Linked DNA regions of Mus musculus: region 2 is linked to region 1. Evidence: chromatin contacts called from public ChIA-PET data. All regions are on one chromosome and are shown on one strand. Each heading gives the region's core, a stretch centred on a gene start, on an enhancer-like site or on the middle of the called end of the contact. The rest is flanking DNA. Distances are from core to core; before and after follow the strand shown. Region 1 overlaps Gm42312 (a long non-coding RNA gene). Region 2 holds the start of Acer2 (alkaline ceramidase 2).

Region 1 (2,834 bases), core at 165-2,664:
GTCAGTGCATCACATGTGTGGTTAGTCCCCATGGAGGCCAAAAGAGTTGGTGTTGGGTGCCCTAGGCATAGAGTTACAGTGGTTGTAAGCTGCCATGTAGATGCTGGGACTCACTGAATCCTGGGTACTCTGGAAGAGCAACCTGTATTTTTTTTTTTTTTGGTTTTTCGAGACAGGGTTTCTCTGTATAGCCCTGGCTGTCCTAGAACTCACTTTGTAGACCAGGCTGGCCTCGAACTCAGAAATCCACCTGCCTCTGCCTGGGATTAAAGGCATGTGCCACCATGCCCCGCCTACAATCTGTATTCTTAACTGCTGAGCCTGAGGGTCTCTGTTGTGATGCATTCAATCAAATACAAGCCCCTATGCATGCTGCGCAAACAAACACTCTATCACAAAACTACAGGTCCAACTAGGTGGCCCCTCTCCCTCTCCCTCCCCCTCCCCCTCCCCCTCTCCCTCCCCGTTCCCCCTCCCCCCTCCTCTTTCCTCCCTCCCCAGGCCTACTTCTCAACAAGGTGGAGCTTTACCTAGTCTAGATTGGAACTCAAGATCCTTCTGCTTGAGTAGCTTGGATTACAGATCTCTGACTCAGCTCCACCAAGTCTCAGTTTGGCTACTCTGTGAACTGAGAAGGACAGAACAAGTAAGTGAAATACCAGGGAGCCTTAGCATTCCTCAGAGAACTCCAGCAAAGGGAAGAGAACACTATACAAGCCAAATACCTGCCCTTCTTTATGGGAATTTACATAGCTCTCATCCTTTCTTTCCTTCTTTCTTTCTTTCTTTCTTTCTTTCTTTCTTTCTTTCTTTCTTTCTTTCTCTCTCTCTCTCTCTCTGTCTTTCTTTCTTTCTTTCTTTCTTTCTTTCTTTCTTTCTTTCTTAATTTATTCATTTTGCCTGATGATACATGCCTTTAATCCCAGCAGCTGGGTGGCAAAGACAGGTGGGTCTCTGAGTTTGAGGCCATATTAGTCCACAGAGTAAATTCCAGGACAGCCAGGGCTACACAGAGAAATCCTGTCTCAAACAAAATTTATTTGTTTGTTTGTTTGTTTGTTTGTTTATTTGATGCATGTGTGTGCTGGCATGTGTTTTTGCACACCACATGGGGCCAAAGGGCATCAGATGCCCTGGATCAGAAGCCCTGGTTGTGAGATGCCTGATGTGAATACTAGGAATGCAGCCCAAGTCTTCTGAAAGAGCAGTAAGTACCCTCAACACTCTAGCCTTCTCTCTAGTCCCTGGCTTTCATTTTTCTTATATTTTGTGTTTCTGTTATAGCTCTGCCAAACAGGGCTGGAGAGGTAGCTCAGTGGTCAAGAGCACTCTTTGCTCTTCCAGAAGTTCCAGGTTAGGTCTAATAGCCATATTAGGTGGCTCACCGCTGTCTGCCACTGCATTTTCAGGGGATCTAAGGCTCTCTGGCCGCCACCGACATTTGCATAGTGTTGCACATAAACTCATGCATGCATGCACACATACACACAAATAAGGATAAATAAATCTTTAACCAAAAAAAGAAAAAAAAAAAAGACTTGTGCCAAATAAATAACAAAACTAGTTACAAAATTATCTTCAAGGTTCTTTCAGCTCAGGAGTCTGAGGTTTTGCAAAGTTCACAGTTTCTGTTGCTATGGTTTCAAAACAAAGCCAAGGCTTTTAATGTTTTCAGGATAAAACCAACTTATGCCTGTAGGCAGAGAGCCAGGACATAACTCTAGGTCTCCTGACACTAAGGAAGAGATAGGATAATCTTTCTGGGCTCATGGAACTGGACCAAATAATTCATATTTGGTAATAGCTGTGGCTATTCCTGTGCTCTGCTTATGGGGAAACAAATTCTCTATTTTTGCTTCTTAATTTGTATTTTCTCCTTAGTGCCGGGGACCAAACAGAACCCAGGACTTTAGAGAAAAGATCTCTAGCACTGATTTAATCCACAAACTGCCTTTGAGTATAAGGAGTGAGTCTCTTTGGCTTGCTGGTGAGTACCCTATCTGTGATTATCATATTTATTACCCAATACTTTCCTAGGTAACTGTAGCTTCATGTTTGCTGAGTTCCACCTTACTGATAAAGAAGACATGGAGGAGAGATTTCACCATTGCTTCTACTCAGATTGTTTTACCCAACTTATTTATTGAATACTTTACTTTTTTATTTGACTTTGTGTATTATGCATGTGTATGTACATTTTGTGTATGTATTTATGTACGTGTGTATGTCGGGGTTTGGGGTGCCCATGCCTGAGCATATAGAGGCTAGATTCAAAGTCGGTATCTTTCTCAATCTTTCACCACCTTATTCTTTCAGACAGGCTCGCTGGCTAGACTAGTCATTCAGCTAGACTGGCTGACCAGCGAGCCCTTAGGTTCCTCTTGCCTCTCAGTCCCCAGGAAGCAGGTTCGAAGTGCGTCCAATCACACTAAAATTTTAATATGGCTTCTGTGGATTCAAACTTGGGTCCCCATGTTTGCTTTTCTGACCGATCCTCTTCCCAGCTTGCTCTTTGTTATTATTGATTTTATATATGTGGGTATTTTGCCTGCATGTGAATATATGCATTACATTTTGTGTCCAAGTTGACCTGATGAGAATATTGGATTCCCTGGAACTGGAGTTACAGATGGCTGTGAGTCACCACGTGGGTGCTTGGAATCTAACCCAGGGCCTCTGCAACAGCAGCAAGTTCTCTTAAACACTGAGATACCGCTTCAGTCTTTATTCTTGCTTTTAAAAGTAGATGACAAAGTAAATAGGTTCCCATCTGGGAATTGCTTCATTTTGGTTGAGCCTTCTCGCCTCATTCCTTCCTCTCTCTCTGCCCCGGT
Region 2 (2,918 bases), core at 318-2,817, 160 kb before region 1:
CCTGTCATTCCTTGACTCTAGTGAAACCTTTAGCGTTTCTCAGCGGTTCTCCACTTGATACTGCTGGTGGATCTTCTCAGCTACCCCAGCTGCCCTGCTCCGGCCTCTTCTGATGGTGCCTGTCTATGTAGAGAGCATCATAAATACCCCACCAGGTTGGATAATAGGGAACATGTGGCCACTTTCACTAACTAGATCTTTCCCTATGTCTCTGAATGTCAAAGGTCTGGTTTCATTGAGCAACTAAGAAGTGGGTGTGGAGGAAAAGCCCTGGATAAGGCACGGTGGAGAATTCTGGGTCAGTCGCAGACATAGCAGCACATGGGCATGACAGCTCACTGCTCAATAGCCTAGTAATACGAACAAAAACGGGAGTTGGGGGATCAAAAGTAAAGGACAGGGGCATAAAAGGGACTAGGGGTCTATCCAGGCAATAATGCTTGATTCTTGCTGAGAACATTCTTTCCAGAAATCCGAAAGGGGAAAAAAAAAATCCTAAATAGCAATCTCAAACTCACAATGACTCAAAGAGTTCCTGTTTTCTCTGTTTGAACAGCAAAAAAAGATAAGCCAGAAAAATGACCATGCAAAGTCACATTGGATACCAGAGTCCTGAGGGATGGATGGGTTCAGGGGGAAAAAGCAGAAACATTTCCTCTCCTAGGGACAATCCTTCCCTCTCGCAAAGAACAAAATCCCAGGAATTCTGTAAATTTCTGCTTGTCCATATCTAGGGACCTAGGCAAGTCCAGAAAACCCACAGCTATCACTCCTAGACTTCACAGTCACCACTAGGAGCTGGCTCAAAACTGGACTCTAAAAGCAACAAGAAAAAGAACTCATAGGAAGTTACTTGATTCTGGACGAAAATAATTAGATCAACATTGTCATAGTTTAGTGAAAAGGACTTGCCGATTTGTGAGAGTGGACCCAGCCCTGGACATGTCCAGGGCTCCCCTTTCCTAGGGAGCCCAAAACAGGTACTCAGAGGAAAAAAAAAAAAAAAAAAAAAAAAAAACGCACAATGAGACCCAGGTGCGTCACGCCACAAAGATCCTAGGCAGAAAAAAGGGAGCTGCCCCTGTGAGCTCACGTCCCTAAATGACCCAAACTGGAAAAAATGGGTTGATGCGGACCCTTGGATCCCGGAGCACAGGAGCCAAACAAGACAATAGAGCCATAAAGAAGAAAATGACAGGAAGAGCTGGAGGAGCTCTGGAAAGGGACCGGAGAGGAGTGCAGAAATGGAGCTGGAAGAAGCGCCCGGAGAAGGGGGCGTGGAGTGAATCTGCCACGGACGTCCACGGTTGCTTCCAGGCGCCACAGACACGGGGATAGCTCCCTCCCTCCGCCCACCTGCCCCGCCGCTCCCCGCGTCCCGCACCGTGTTGTAGAACTCGGCAATGGCAGGCACGATAGTGTAGTTGTCCTCGCACCAATCCACCTCCGAACTGCCAGCCCGCAGGTGGTCCCACCAGTGCGGGGCGCCCATGGCCGCTCTGGAGCATCGGAGCAGCTTCTCTGCAGCGGCGACCGGCCCGAGCGGCTGCGAGGCACACTGTGCGTCTGTGGCTTTATGCGGTGCGGGACAGCCTCCGGATACGGCGCCTCCCCGCGGCCCTCCCAAGCCGGGCTGTGCCCGCCTGCCACCGCCGGGACACTCACGCCCCAGCCCCGCCCCCCGGAGTCCCGGAGCACGGCGGCCACGCCCACCCGGGGCGGGACCTGACAGGCTTGGGGAACCCCCAAGGGTAGGACCGGGGCTGGGGTGGAAGTCGGGACTCTCCGGTTCCACCGTGGTTGGTGGCAAAGGTCTTCGGAGTCGCTCTTGTCCGCGTGCGTCCAGGTTGTGTAAAGAACGCCAAAACGGCCCCTACCCTTTGTAAAAATGTAAAGTACGGAAAAACGCACAGAGACCCGGACCTCTTTGGACTCCGGGGTAGTTCGCAGCAATTTTCTTCACTGCACTAGGGACACCAATTCTCACGCCTAAGGAATATTCTTGTTCCTCTTGAAGGCAGAACAGCTTTACCAGACCCAATTCGTTGCTGGCTAGGATAAAAAGATTCTCAAGGCTGTAGCAACAGGTTCTCTGGACCCTGCCAAGCATCCTGGGCCACCCACACCAGGAGAGCATTTCTGTAGTACTGAATGTTTAGTCATTTATGGGTAACATAAGACTTGGGGAAACCTTCGGCCATCCCAACCCACAGAAGATGCAGGTAAGAACACACAAGTACAGAACGTAATACATACATAGTTGTATATAGTACATATAGTATTATGAGCTGGGCACTGTTGAGAGAGTGTTCGTTCATATGTCACTCATTAGGTGTCCCCGGTGGCATCCTGGGTAGCGGGTTCTGTTAACCTTTCTACCTTTCTCTTCCTCAGACACCCACACAGCCATTGTCTCCACGGCTGGCAGAAGCTGCCAGTCTCCACCTCCTGTTTACGAAATCCAGCTTTATTCCTTACAGGCCAAACCACTCCTGTGACCTCATTATCCCACCTTCTGTCCCCTCTCCCTTCTCTAGAGCCGGTTCTACTGAAGGTCTTCTGGAACCCAAGAAGAAGAACATAGACTGTGACCTCCTTCTAGGGTCAGTTACAGGCTAGCAGGAGTGAGCAGGCCAGAGCCACAAACGAAAAATGCACTATAAGGGCTCCCTGCACAGTAATGGCTCCCCCACTGTTGTATATTCAACACCAGCTGGTCCAGCAGAACTGCTTTCTCATGTGATCATATTTTTCTCCTCCCGATAGCTTAGGCAAAAATAAGCTGGGTGTAGTGGCACAAGCTTGTAATCCTGGAAAGAAAAACTATCCATTATCTATCTATCCAATATGATATAAAACAGTTACTGTGTATGGCAATTTTCTGAATTTGTGGTCCACGTGATCAAAATGTTTCTTGT

Evidence for each region. ChIA-PET counts read pairs in DNA pulled down with a chosen protein or histone mark.
Region 2: a contact with region 1 is called in an RNA polymerase II ChIA-PET map of memory CD8 T cells, with 40 read pairs. The contact joins the promoter of Acer2 here to the enhancer-like site in region 1. A contact is called at or near these places in 1 of 39 promoter capture datasets (liver), 1 of 484 Hi-C or Micro-C datasets (CD4 T cells), 4 of 115 datasets of contacts at active chromatin or transcription factors (CD8 T cells, effector CD8 T cells, embryonic stem cells and 1 more) and 3 of 9 other capture datasets (adipose tissue, liver and pancreatic islet).

The regions. Positions count from the first base shown.
Region 1 is chr4:86,716,256-86,719,089 of GRCm38.p6, reverse strand. The region is part of intron 2 of Gm42312 (a long non-coding RNA gene); the gene reads right to left. Among named protein-coding and RNA genes, the nearest start is that of Gm42312, 6.6 kb to the right of the region's middle. Within about 2 kb of position 1,414, at least 37 of the 459 cell types and tissues checked have an H3K27ac peak or open chromatin away from gene starts, as enhancers often do. A contact at or near this core is called in adipose tissue and memory CD8 T cells, where this site is marked.
Region 2 is chr4:86,873,063-86,875,980 of GRCm38.p6, reverse strand. It overlaps Acer2 (alkaline ceramidase 2), which reads right to left and starts at 1,567. Exons shown (of 6, transcript NM_139306.3): 1 at 1,385-1,567. The coding sequence starts at 1,492.